Regions from separate parts of the Sus scrofa genome. Here region 1 is linked to region 2. A link is a contact called in public HiChIP or PLAC-seq data. All regions are on one chromosome and are shown on one strand. The core of a region is the stretch at or near the end of the contact, and the rest is flanking DNA. Distances in the headings are between cores, read along the strand shown. Region 1 holds the start of FEM1B (protein fem-1 homolog B). Region 2 holds the start of CLN6 (ceroid-lipofuscinosis, neuronal 6, late infantile, variant).

Region 1 (6,777 bases), core at 1,172-3,671, 36 kb before region 2:
TATTTTGACATGAAGCTTCCGCAACCCGCTAAGGACTTTATCGGACACTCAAAGGAGTAAAAATTGGGTGACCAAATAATTCCACAGAGGTCTTCAATGTTAGCTGATGACCTCGTTAATTTCTGACCTCGGTTTCAACCCCGGTACTGATAATGGGAAAACCTGAAAGGGCAGCAACTTCCCCCATACTGCTTGTTCACAGACCATCTAGTAAGGAATACAGAATGCCTATTAGGTATCAAGACAGAGGGTGTGGCTAGTTACCTATGGAGGGAATAATGGGTAGGGGCCAATGAGGATGAGCAGCAAAACATGGGATGGAGTACTAGCCTTAGAAGACGAAGTGGGCATTAATGGGGCAGGTCAGGAGGTACAAAATGGGAGAAGTGCTACCTCCATGAAGAAAGAGAGAGGGAGCGGAGGACCCATGAGTCATGGGTCCGAGCGCGATAGAGACGAGGCTGGGACTAGAATATACCTACCCGTCGAAGCGGACGGTGCCAGTCTGCTGAGTCTGCACCCGGTAATGTTCTAACAGCAAGCGCACCACTTTTGCGTGTCCATTGCGAGCCGCGATGATGAGGGGCGTGGAGCGCTGCCCTCCCTGCTGGCTGACATAGCCAAGCAGATAGCGGATGTCGCTTTCAGACCGGTTGAGAAGCAAGGCGGCCAGAGTCAGCACCTTGCCCTCGCTGGCCGCCTTGTATACATAGCCAGCCAGGCCCTCCATGGCCGCCGCCAACTCCAATACCCGTTTGGTCGCCACCGCTGCTGCTGCCTTGCGCCCCCGGAGGCCGCGTTCGCCAGCGCTTCAAACCTGGGCCCTCACAGCCCATTCAACAGGGCGCCGCCGCCGCCGCCGCCGCCGCCGCCGCCGCCGCCGCCGCCGCCGCCGCCGCCGCCGCCGCCGCACCCAGGCAGCAGTGCGGCCGGTGGAGGGTGGAGACGCAGAGGTGGCCCAATGCCGCCAGGGGCACGTCCGCGATTCAGCCCGGGCACTGAGGAGGGCTGTCAGGGCCGCCCCCAAAGCCCTAGGCGCCGGCCCCGGGCCGAGGGGATCTCCATGGCGGCCGCCGCCCCGGGCCTCAGGCCGGACCCCTCCTTCCTGCGGGCTGCGACAGGCGCGTGCCCGAGCTACGGGTCGCCAGCGAGGTCCCAAGAGGCCCGCGCGTGCCCCAGATGGCGAATGATGGCAGCGTCTCACCCAACCCGGACCGCCGGGCCTAAGGCCTGAAACTGCTTCTGCCTCCGCTCTCCGTCCTCCCCAGCTGGAGGAATCCCGCAGGCCCTAGCCCACTGGAGCTCAGAAGCGCTAGACGCTGATGATGGCCTGGAAGTCCGCGCCTGGCGAGACCCCCGGAGCGAGGCTGAACGCTCGGGCGGCAGCAGCCCCTGGGCTCGGAACCGGGAGGAAGGCGGGCCTCCGCAGATAAGGACGGGAGGGGGAGGGTGCGAGCGGGGGACGATTAAGTGGGGTGTCTCTTACAAAGCCGACCGGCCGGCAAACCAGACCCGATGAAGAAAGGTTCTGCTGCGCGAAGGTGGCCCAAACCCATTTCGGCCCTGAATGTCCTCATTGCCCTTGACTCCTGGAGCTTCCAACTCACCCCCACTAGGCCCTGGAGGTACTTGGCCAGTGAGTGGGACAGAGGGCGCCGAACCGTTACTACCGGTGGGCTAGGGAGGCGCTCTCCGTTTTACCACAGACCTTGTGGGACCCCTCACAGCCCCTGATTGGGGGCCCAGGGAGGGGGATTCGCGCAGCCGGCAGGGTCCATTTTAGGAACAGGGTGGCGACTCTGAGCCCCCGAAATGTGGGAGGGCTTGGAGGACCGGCACCAAGCCCTGAAAAGAGACTAGAAGTCAGCATGTCTGCTCTGGAAAGGAGGATTGAGTGTGTGAGAAAGGTGGGGGGAGATAGGGAACTGTGGAAAGAGGCGAGATACCCTGGGAAGGAAGGCGAGGGCTGTGCTCAGACAGACAGGACTCCAATCCTGAGCCTGACAGAAACTCCGGGTTTCTCCCAGACCTCTCAAGATTCTTAGGATTTGAAAAGATCATTTATCCAACGAATATTAGAGATCTACTTTGTTCCAGGCGCGGCTTGGCACTAGGGGTTGGGTGATAGGCCACAGAGACACAGTGCCCCTTCAGGGACTGTTGTTGAAGGGAAAACCGACAATAAACAAGTAAATAATAGACAAGACTGGTTGAGTTCATATCATTAGCATTTGCTAGGAAGCAAAAGAAACAGAGTGGGGGGTGGGTGAAGGGCGGAGCTAATTTAGCTAGGGTGCTCAGAGACCTCCCACAGGTGAGGGGAGCTGGGGGTATTCTAGGCAGAAGGAATATCTGTTACAAATCTGAGGAGGAACAGTCTTGGTGGGTTCAGAAACGAGGGTCAGGGTGGCCACTGCAGAGTGAGCTATAGAAGTAATAGGAGATGAAATCTGCTGGGTGCAAGTCATGTTAGGGCCCAATAACCCATAAAAGTGTTTAAAATCTCCTCAAGTGTGGTGGGGACATTTGAGGAGGTTTTTTGTTTGTTTGTTTTTAATGGCGGCACCCGGGGGCATATGGAAGTTCCCAGGCCAGAGGTCAAATCAGAGCTGTAGCTGCTGGTCTACACCACAGCCACAGCAACTTGGGATCTGAGCCAGGTCTGTAACCTACACCACAGCTCAGAGCAGTGCGGATCCTTAACCCACTGAGCGAGGCCAGGGATCCATCCCACATCCTCGTGGATACTAGTCAGGTTCGCTACTGCTGAGCCATGACAGGATCTCCATTCGAAGAGTTTTAAACAGAATAGCGACAAGATAAAATTTTATGTTTTTTAAAAAGTCACTCTTGTCTGCTGTGTGAAGAATAAACTCTGGTAGGCAAGAGTCAAAGCAGGAAGGCCATTTAAGAGGTAAAGTTTTGGACTAGGATGGTAGGAGTGCAGGTAATGAAGCTGGTGGGACAGTCACAAAAAGTACAACTTATGGAGGTCATTTTGTCCTCATGCGCACAAAGGACAATATCTACACCTCCACCTCCAACACACACACACACAGGACAATATCTACCACAGAAAAAGAACAAATACATTTATTTGGTCCCAAGGGACCGGCTGGACTCAACAGGTTCACATAAAGTGTTTCATTTGAACCGCACGGTTCCAGTCCTAGTTGATGAAGGCCTCATCTCAGTTGCTGGGCTGTCTGGGGTTTGGGCCACTTCTCCATCTTCTCCATCTGCAGCACAACTTTACCTATTCTCAGATCTCTACACAAACTTTTTTTTTTCTCCCTTCCATATCAAACAAAACCAACACTGGAAATCAGAGCTGAAGATGAGATTCTACCTGTAGAGTCTCTGAAATAGCTGGTGGAAAAGAAGGCGAAACTAGTTGTTATCAATCTAGGGCTTCAGGGTTAGGGAAAAAATTCCAGTTCTTGACAGGCTGACCCAGGCTTTTTGGCCTCTGGGCACTTGGCAGTGACACGTTCAGATGTGTGACCTGGGTGCTGCCTTCCAACTGACTTTATTCCCAGGCTCTGCAGTGCAACCAGGCTCCTCACATTCTCTCCCTTTCTCTCCCTCCCCCTTCCTTCCTCCCTCTTCTTGCAGCCTTTTGCCCTGCATCATTCTTTTCACACCCGACTTTTTGAAGGTGATCCAGACACAGGCCCCTTCTTCCCTTTGGTTCCATTTTCTGAAGGAGACCTGATTCATCCAGCTATTCATTGCTGATTAAGAAACTTACTTCTTCCTCCTCTCACCCTTTCAAGCTGAACTAGGGTCCATCCTGGTGCTGACACACAATTTGGTGTAACTGGGTGAGCGCCAGGAGGGGTGGCTAAACCAAGAGTCATGACAGAGAGGAGCCCAGAACTTGCATTTTGTGGGAATACACTTCTCCTCCAACAGCCCAAGGTCAGGAGCCTTGGGCTGCTCTCTCCTTTATCACAGGTGATAGAGTTCTGGGCCCCCTTGGTTGTACAATAGCCGTTGACTGACTGGAGACTGTTTGGTTGCCTGTCTTACTTGGGCTTGGAGGATGACATGTCTGCAGTTAGGTTGGGCGAATCGGGGAGAGAGGATGTGTAAACAGGACAAGGTGGCTTTCCTAAAAAGCCAGAGCCCAGGAATAGTTCCTTCTGCTTCTGACCTATTCCCTTCCCTTTAATAGAAAGCCACTGACAAACGAACCATGCAAAACATAACTACGAATAGTTATATCATGATGGAGATTGATTTGCTGATGGCAACCTTCTACCTGGACCAAAGATAGCACCAGCCTCCAGCACTGTGCTTTCTGGAGATTGGAGGTGACCTTTGAGCAGACTTATCTGTACCTTCCATGGAGCATTGCTTTTGCCAAACCAAGTCAACCCAACCTACAGCTCTGAGTCAATGGAGTTTTTCTGATGTTGTGTAAAGTATGTTCGAAATGTCATTTTTGGGGCACTAGTAAAGATACTTGTTTCAGTCCTGCAACCTTCCCACGTACTCTAATGCAAGAAGATGACTTTTGTTGGATAGACTGAGGTTAGACCCCCTTCTCTATGGGCTAGCTATGACCTTGGGCAAATTTCTTCATCTATACAATGGAGATAATAAATACTTTCCTTGTAGGGCTGGTGTGATGGTGACATGCAAGCTCCTTCACCAGCCTTGTCCTTGAAGGAGTTCCTGTCAGCACATAATATTTCCCTTCACCCTAGCTCTGACCCCACACTCGTACTGCTATTGTGCCATTAACCTGCTCAGGAAAGGACTTCCCACCCCATCTACCTTTTTCCTGCAGGAATGTGTCCACCTCTGGACACATATGGAGAGTAAATCCATAGTATGCAAGTGGCTGGGGACAGTAATTGACAAGAGCTCAGAAATTGTAACAAAGCCATGGAAAGGAAGATGTCAGAAATCAGTGATGACCAAGAAATCACTGGTGACCAGTCTCTATTTGCCCAATTTCAGAAGACTAGCGACCCACTGGCCTTTGTCTCCTCTTCCTGTCTCCCCTTGCCTTCCCCTGAAAAGCAGATGTAATGATTTTCAAAGAAAAAACCTAAGGTGGAGGAGAGGGGGCAGCTGGTCTGTGTTGTTTCCCAAACCAGTTCACCCCTCCCACACTTGGGTTTACCAGGAAAGAAGACTGAAGCAGACATGTGTCTTCCTTCTAACCCCATTCCTCCCTGAATTGTGGATTAGTCGGGTACCCTGGGCTTATAATAACAGAAATAACAAGAGCAAGCTTGTATTGAGTGCTTACCCTGTGCTAGCTGTCACAGTAAACATTTTACACAGATTAGCATGTTAAATTTGCACAAGCCTTCAAGGGACATGCCGTTATTATCATTCTCATTCTTCAGATGAAGAAACAGAGATGTTGTGTAACTTGCCCATGGCCTCATAACTAGAGTGTGGTAGAATGTGAGGATTTGGGTGTCAGCTGTCAGCCCCCTACCCCTGACCCTGCTACCAGACTTCTGTTCCCTCTTTATCTCCCTCTAAGTGCTCTCTGCTGGGCTGGAGGTCCCAAGGCTTTCTATGGTCCTGATCACTTTGCCAGGTGCCAATCAGGTAATCCAATCATCCAAGCTGTGCTAATGGGGGAGACCTAAAGGAAACTTTCCCACCTGGCCACCCTCACACACCCTGGGCATTCCTGACTTTTTTTTTTTTTTTTTTTTTTTTTGTCTTTTCTAGGCCGCTCCTGCAGCATATGGAGGTTCCCAGGCTAGGGGTCTAATTGGAGCTGTAGCCACCAGCCACAGCCACAGCCACGAAGGATCCGAGCTGCATCTGCCACCTACACCACAGCTCATGGCAATGCTAGATCCCTGACCCACTGCCAGGGATCAAACCCACATCCTCATGGATACTAGTGGGTTTCACTTTCACTGAGCCACAGTGGGAACTCCCCTGGGCATTCCTTATTCCTACCGGGGAACACAGGTCCAAATCCGAAACAAATGCTCTCTCATCCTAGAGATCTTCCTTGACTTTGCACTGAGCTCCACTTTATTCCTCTCTTGGGACCTTGCCTCTTTCTAATAATAGCTCATGTCTGTGTGGCCCTTTATAGTCTATGACACTTTCTGATCCACCCAATCCAGCCCCTGCCTCCTAGGCTTCTTAACCACCTTCTGTGAATGGGGTGACAGAACATGAGGTTTAGCCTCCAGGTTCTGGAGCCTGCTCTACCAGCATCCCAGCTCCATGACTTGCTAACACCAGGCAAGTTGCTTATTTAACTTCTCCAACTCAGTTTTCTTATCTGTGAAATGGGATAATAATAGTGCTTTTTATCTGGTTGTTGTGAGGGTTGAATGAGATTGACAAACACACACACACACCAACACACACACATACACATACACAGCAAGCAATTTATTAAGTGTTGGCTCTTGTTATCATTATCTCATTAAGTCCCCAAAACCTGTGGGAAAAAACAAAGCAAGTCCGTTCTTGTCATCAGTAAAAATAAGTTAATCTCTAAGCTCTCTGCCAGCTCCATGAATCGTGGTTATTTATGGACACATCCAACTTCTGTGCTGTAGAAACCCCTGAAGGTCCAGCCCTTAATAGAAGGCCTTGTATACACTAGGCTGTCCTGACAGATTTGTGTTAGCAAATAACAATAGTCCCTCCTTCATCCAGGCCATGGGATGAACTAATAAGAAATTCCTGTATAGCCTTCAGCACAATGCCTGGCCCTAAGTAAGCGCCTAATAAATCATAGTTACCATTGTTGTTCCATCTTACAGTGAGACTCCCAAACAT
Region 2 (6,809 bases), core at 546-3,045:
CTTGCTCAGACCTCACTGTCAGCTCAGAAGTCCAAAGTCACAGCTAGAATGTCGATCTGAAATCAAGTACCCCAAACCAAGTTCATGATTAATCTATCCCAAACTAGCCCACTTTGACTTCAACTCTGTGCTAATGGAACACACTGATCAACCAGTCAGGTGACTAAAATTGTTACTGTTGATAACATCAAGTGGTCAAAAAAATGTCACCTGTCATTTCAGTAAACAAAGGATGTTGCAGCCATAAAGTCACGAGCCATGGCAGCTGCCCCGAAGGTGCACCCTGAGGTGAATTAAGGATGGAGAAAAACAGGATAATGGCCCTTGATAGTTAAGGGACACATCAAAGGAATGATTTCAATGAGTCCAGAAAAAGTAGAAAAGAGAAAAAATAGAAAAGCACTTGATTAATGGTAATCTTCTGATGTTTGACTCTTTTTTTTTTTTTCAGCAAAAATTTCTATTATCCTGGTTCCTCCCTTAACCTCTGTGGGTGGAACAGTTTCTCAGAGCTATCTGAGAGGCTACCAGCTGCCACTATAACCCTCAGGAAGGTCCCCAAATACAACATAATTCTCAACGTTCAGGTTGTGCTTTTTTTCAACTGACAGTCATTAATGTACAAAAATTACTATTATAGATGTCATGATGAATATACAAACCCAGGTCGTTTCTCCAGGGCAAGATGGATCACCCTGCCAGAGAATTTTAAACTAGGGCTACCCTGATTCCTGAAACTACAATTAACAAATGTCACAAGACACTGATTAATTACAGCTTCTTTGCTCTTCTCTTTTGGAAAACAAAACAAAAAAAATTCCTCTAACTCAATGACTAAATTGGAGTGGAACTGAGCGAGGCTTGTCTCTCACTCCCTCATTTGGTACCCTGCAGTAAACCCTCTATCCTTCACCAGAACCTGGTGTCAGCAGATTGACTTTGCTGCAGGTCCACAGCACACCCACTGGGTCCTCCAGAAGCCTGTCTGAACCCACCCTCTCCAAGTCTCTGCGCACACAATACTCAGTACTTTCCCCAGCACATCACTTACCAATCCTCCTCCCACCACCCCTCAAATGTAAGCCCCACTACAGCAAGATTCATCTGTTCTTGTATGCGCAGTGCGCTGCTCACAGCAAGAGTTAATACAAATTTTAATGGGAGAGAAGGAAGTAACTTTTCCGAATCCACTGAGCCCAAGCGTGACAAAGCCAGAATTGGAATCTGCGTCATCCCACGCCCCCGCCCCCCAGCTTGGAAAAAAAGTCTCTGCTCCTGTGCATCCGACCTTCCTATCCCACGGCTTATTTAATGCCTAGCGTCAAGTGCCACAAAGTTGACATTTTCAGACGCGACATCTTCCATCTGCGGAATGAAGGTGCGTAGCACAGTGGGGAAAGGACATGAACCCCTCTCCCCAAGGACAAAGGAAATCTCGCCTTGCCTCCTCCTCAGGGAAGCATTCCGGTCGGGTGAGTCATTTCCCACGTGCTTAGTCTGCCTTAGACCAATATCTGAGTCTCAGGCAGCCTAGGCAAAGCCTCCCGCCCCTTGTCAGGAGCGGATCCCAGCAAATCCCAGCCCCAGTTGGCCCGAGGCAGGGTGCGCCTGCCTCTGCCTCCGCCCCCGCTCCCCGCTGGGGACGCCACCTACCTCCCGCCCCGACTTCCTCGTGTGGAGCTCGCCCCGCCTCCCTTTCCATCCACCGGTCTCGGAGTAGCACCCGCCGTTCGCCCCGCCCCGCGGGGCCCCGCCTCCGGCCCGCACCTCCCCTCTCCGCGCTCTCCCGAGGGCCCGCCCCAGCGGTTGGCCTGTGTTGTAGCGGCCGCCGGGCCCACCGAGCCAGTCTCCAGCTCGGGACAGCGTGGTGGAGGGCCCGGCCTGCCGGCGGGGCAGCCATGGAAGCGGCGGCGCGGAGGCGGCAGCAACCGGGAGCGGCGGGCGGCCCGGGCGCGCAGCCGGGCGCCTCCTTCCTGCAGGCCAGGTGGGCGCGCGCCGGGCGGCGGAGCGGAACCGCGGCCCCACCACGTGACCGGGCGGGATCGCGGCGCCGGGGCTGCGGAGCCCGGGATGGGTCTTTCCCCCTCTGGCTCTGCAGCTGCTCTCTCGCCCACTCGCCTGGGCCCCGCCTCCGCGCTCTTTCTCTTCCCGGGCGAGCCCTCCGCCCAGGGAGGCTCAGCAGCCTTGACCGGCTTTGGGACAGTCTGTCAGCTAAGGGACGTCTTCAGGGGTCCAAGAAACCTGGAGGGGTGGGGGTGGTGAGCCTAGAGGACACCCCCGCTCACTTGAGTCCCCAAGGCTCCTGCAAGCCCCAGGCGCCACCCCGAGTTCTCCTGCCCCCTCAGCCATCAATAGGAGTTGGATTCTGGTGTTAACATGAGGCTCACTCCTTGCCTCAAGGAACCCAAGAATGTGGGAATGTAAATGAAAGACAGCGAAGTGTGGAAGCTCCCCTCGGGAGAAAATGAGGAAGGGCTTTTCTCACAAGGTTGCTGTTCTCTCGGGAAGAAGTTAATGGTTTATTTAGTTGAGACGAGGCACTTGGGGCGGGGGAAGGTACAGAAGTCATTTTTATTTTATTTTATTTCAGGGAAAAAATCGATTTATTAAGATAGGACGCTAGTGAGACGTGCAAGCGGGCAGGCAAGGAGGCTCTGCCAGAAGCAACTTTTAAATCTTTCCCTCCACTCTGCCTTCATCCCGAAACATTCGTTGCCTATTACAGGCATTCATTAAGCATCTCTGGTGTGCCCCGCTCTGTGTCAGGCGCTGAAATGGTGGATGAGGTGAAGCCGGAGAGTCCCAGAGTCCAGAAGGACCTGGGAGGGACAGAATCCAAGCAGGGGCTGAGAGGTTATCTTGGAGGACTTCCTGGAGGTAGTAGCATTTGAGGTGCATCTCAAAATACTCAGTAGGTGACAGGGGAAGAAAGGCTGTTCCAGCTTGAGGAAAGGCAAGCGGTGCAGTGGTGCTGGAGCTTTCCATGTGTACAGTGGCAGGAGGATGCAGACTGGTTGCAGGCTGGAACCTGAATGAGAGCCTAGAGTGCAAAATTTAAGGAGACGCTCACTCTTGGAACACTCAAAAACCTTCCATGGCTCCCTTGCGCCTATTTAAATGTTGGGCCTATGTGCCTTAATTGCCTCACCCTAAATGGCAGGTTAAGGATGCAGTTTTTGTTCTGTAGGGCACAGGGGAGCCATGGCAGGTTTTTGAGCAGTAGCATGCTCAGAGTCAATTTTAGGAAGTCTGTGGTATGATTTGGGCTGAGGGAAGAAATCTGAGACACTTGGCTGAGAGTAGCTTTCTTCCGCTACTGAAGGACAGCTCTTGTTTTGGATCCCCTGCAACTTAGGAGTCAGCCTTAAACTGGGATAGCCCAGTTGGAACGGTCTGTGAATATCAGATATGGTCAGCACTTTATCTCAAGTGTGGGGTTTCCACATGCAGAATCCTACTCAGTCTTTTTGTATTTTGTATATATGAAAACAGGTCTAGAGAAGGTTACATCATTTGTTGTACAAGAACCAGGGCCTAGCCCCAGGGCTTCTGATTTCAGGCTTCTGCTCTCACTACTCCATTCTGGCTGCTGAGAAGTGATGTCCCTCTTTATTTCTGCATGAGCTCCCCACCAGCCAGGGTGCTAATGAGGGTGGCATGTAGGGCTGGCTCTCTTCCAGGGTGTCTCTGCCCCCCTCATTGGCTGCCTCTAGGCAGATTCTCAGTATTATTACTGCAGAAGACAGTAGACAGAATCATCTTGTCCAACTCCTAGGATGCTTGGATTTCCACTGATGCTTCCACACTTTGCTTACCTACCTCTAATGACAAGGTGCTCACTACCTTTCAGTGGAGCCTATTCCAGCTTCTGCCTGCTATGGCGACAGTTTTTTTTGGTTTTGTTTTGTTTTAATTATTGTAGTCAAAGTAGTATATGTCTATGATTAAAATTGCACAGTTGGGCTTAAAGCAAAAACCAGTGGTCCTTTGTTCACCTCTCCCTAGCACCAGAGACAACCACGTTAGCTTCTTTTAGGTGTTTCTTTTTCCTTTTTTTTTTGACTGCACTGTGGCCCTCGGAAGTTCCCCAGCCAGGGATTGAACCCACACCACAGCAATGACAATGCCAGATCCTAGACTCCTAGGCCACCAGGGAACTCCTAGCTGTTTCTATCAGAATTAAATTCCTATTTCTAAATAATAGTAACAAGTGCTATGTATGTAGCACTTTCTATGGACCAGGCCCTGTTCTAAGTTTCTGTATGTATCAATTCAACCACAGCTCTTGAGGTAGGATGTGTTGTTATCCTCCATTTCACGGATGAGAACATTGAGGCCCAAGAGGTAACTTGCTCAAGATTTGGTTACTGGTAGAGCTGGGATATGAACCCAGGAAGTTTCTAAAGTCCATGCTCTTAAAAGCTGTGCTCAATTACTATTTCTTAGTTTATCAATTTTAGCCTCTAAGCTAATGTTACCAACTAATTTTCTGTTATGATTTGGTTCACTTCTACGTCCCCCATCTTCATGAGATGGTTCTTTTTATTTATTGTCATTTGTCTTTTTAGGGCTGCACCTGCAGCATATGGAGGTTCCCAGGCTAGGGGTGCAATTGGAGCCACAGCTGCTGTCCTACACCACAGCTCACAGCAATGCCAGATCTTCAACCCACTGAGCAAGACCAGGGTTCGAACCCACAACCTCATGGATCCTAGTTGGATTTGTTTCCACTGCACCACGACGGGAACTCCGAGATGGTTCTTTTTATCACCATTTTTAGTTTTGCTCTATGTTACTTTTGTAGCCTTAGGGAATATGTATATACCATTATTTCTTTTTTAGTCAACTATGAGACTATCTCTCTTTTTTTAAGTTTGTTTTTTTACTGAAGTATAGTGGATTTACAATAAGGGCAGTATCTCGATTCCTTTTTAGAAGGAGAATATTAGTACCCTACTCAGCCCTTTACCTTTCTTTACCCTTTCTCCACTCCTGTCATCTGCAATTTTACTTTCAAGTCATCAAAGTTGACAGTATTTCCTCCTTTTTTTTTAAGCATTTCCATATATTGTTAAGTCTAAACTTTGAAAATCATTATACAATGTTTTTATTAGTTAAGCCATGTAAATATTGTTCCCTGCAATAATGGAGTAATGTTTAACATTTATTTTCTCATATTACTTTTGTTTTTCTTGGCGTTGCTAATTGCCTTTCCTTTTTTTTTTCTTCCCCTTCATTTTCTGCCTTTGTTTTCTCATTTTTTGTTCAAAGTTTTCATCACGTCAGGTATTCCACCCTTGTGTATACAGAACCAAAATCGGCTCCTCTGTAGTCCCCATTCACTGGTCCCTGCTTGACCTCACCACGGCCGAGGTGCCTCCGTTTTCTGCCAGGTGGTCCTGCAGGTGCTGCTGCTGCTTTGTTTCATCTGTGTGTTGTGTGCTGTATGGTATACGCTCCCCAACTGTCGTGGTATCCGCTTTCCCAGATGGGAGACTTGTAAAGCTGTGGCGGAGAGCACAGGCCATCCTTGTCTTGGGTTACCTGCCACAGTGCTTTCACCATTGCTCTCATCAGGAGTTTCTGATGATGGAGGCCTCGGGCTGGCAGTCTGGGGGCTCAGTGTGTGGAGTCTGTGGAGTGAGGAACTTGGGTTGGGCTTGAAGGTGCTCAACGCCAGGACAGGGACTCGGGGGAGGACACCTTCACCTCCTTGATCTGCCTCCCTTGCTCAGAGTCCCAGCAGACAAAAACCAGTCAGATGCTCACCAATCTTGATTCCCAAGCTTGGTGTCTGCCCTGCACCTGCTCTTTTCCTTCCTGCCCTGTTCAGCCAGGCTGGACACATGCCAGGGATCCCCACTGACCGAGCTGCCCGTTGAAGTGGAGGAGGAAATAGTTCCCTTGCCCCTAGTCTCTGCTTGGTGTCCACAGCGGACACCACCCTGTCCGAGACCACCCTGTGGTGCTCCCCAGGTTCTCCAAATGCCTTTATTTCCTGTACCAGACATCCTGCTCTTGGCCCAGTTTGGAGGTTTCCAGAATGAAAGACTGAAGGCTGTTATACTCCGTCTCTGTCCAAGTTCTTCAGGCTTGGGGATTGTCACCGGTGGCTTTGTGAGGTCTTGCCCTGATGGTCATTGAGGGCAAGGGGCAGGGTGGGGCCCCACTTTTCATCAGGTCAGGTATTTCACCCTTGTGTGTATAGAACCAAAAATCAGTCCCTCATTTTAGATGCATCTCAGACACTCTTCAGGGTTAGTTTCTGAATATCTGCCCAGTCTGAAGGCCCAGCAGCTCCTCCCTTCCCTTCTCTTCCTTCTGCATTAAGCCAGGCAGCTCTGCTCCCTGCTGTGTCTTTCTCACTTCCAACTCCAGGCCTTGGATCCTGCTCCCTTGCTGCTTTTCTGCCTAGTTACCTCCACCCTTTGGGGTTCCCAGGCTCCCTTCCTTCCTGCAGGCTAGGCATCCTGCTCCAGGCCACACTGATCCCTCTCTTATCTTGATCTCCTGCTGTGCCACATAGCTTATAATAATCAGAAACAGAATATCACGCTACTTAGAGCACGGGTTTTGAATCCATATAGACCCAGATTTGAATTCTCTGCTCTTTAGGATTCCTGGATTGCAAGTAACAGAAAGCGCCCCTCGCAAAACAGAATGTACTGCCTCACGTGACCAAACCATGGCCCTGAGGATGCCTGGAACTGGGAATGTGAACCCTCTCAGGGCTTTGCCTGTAGTTTTCCCCTGCTCCTCTCTGCAAGGCTGCTTCGTTCTTGCCTGGCTGTCCCTTGAGGCTGGAACCT

What was found. HiChIP or PLAC-seq counts read pairs in DNA pulled down with a chosen protein or histone mark.
Region 1: an H3K27ac HiChIP or PLAC-seq map of alveolar macrophages shows a contact between it and region 2. The contact joins the promoter of FEM1B here to the promoter of CLN6 in region 2. A contact is called at or near these places in 2 of 47 Hi-C or Micro-C datasets (epiblast stem cells and liver) and 1 of 2 datasets of contacts at active chromatin or transcription factors (alveolar macrophages).

What each region holds. Positions count from the first base shown.
Region 1 is chr1:166,157,192-166,163,968 of Sscrofa11.1, reverse strand. It overlaps FEM1B (protein fem-1 homolog B), which reads right to left and starts at 2,421. Exons shown (of 2, transcript XM_003121751.4): 1 at 483-2,421. The coding sequence starts at 730.
Region 2 is chr1:166,121,032-166,127,840 of Sscrofa11.1, reverse strand. It overlaps CLN6 (ceroid-lipofuscinosis, neuronal 6, late infantile, variant), which reads left to right and starts at 1,795. Exons shown (of 7, transcript NM_001243614.1): 1 at 1,795-1,984. The coding sequence starts at 1,899.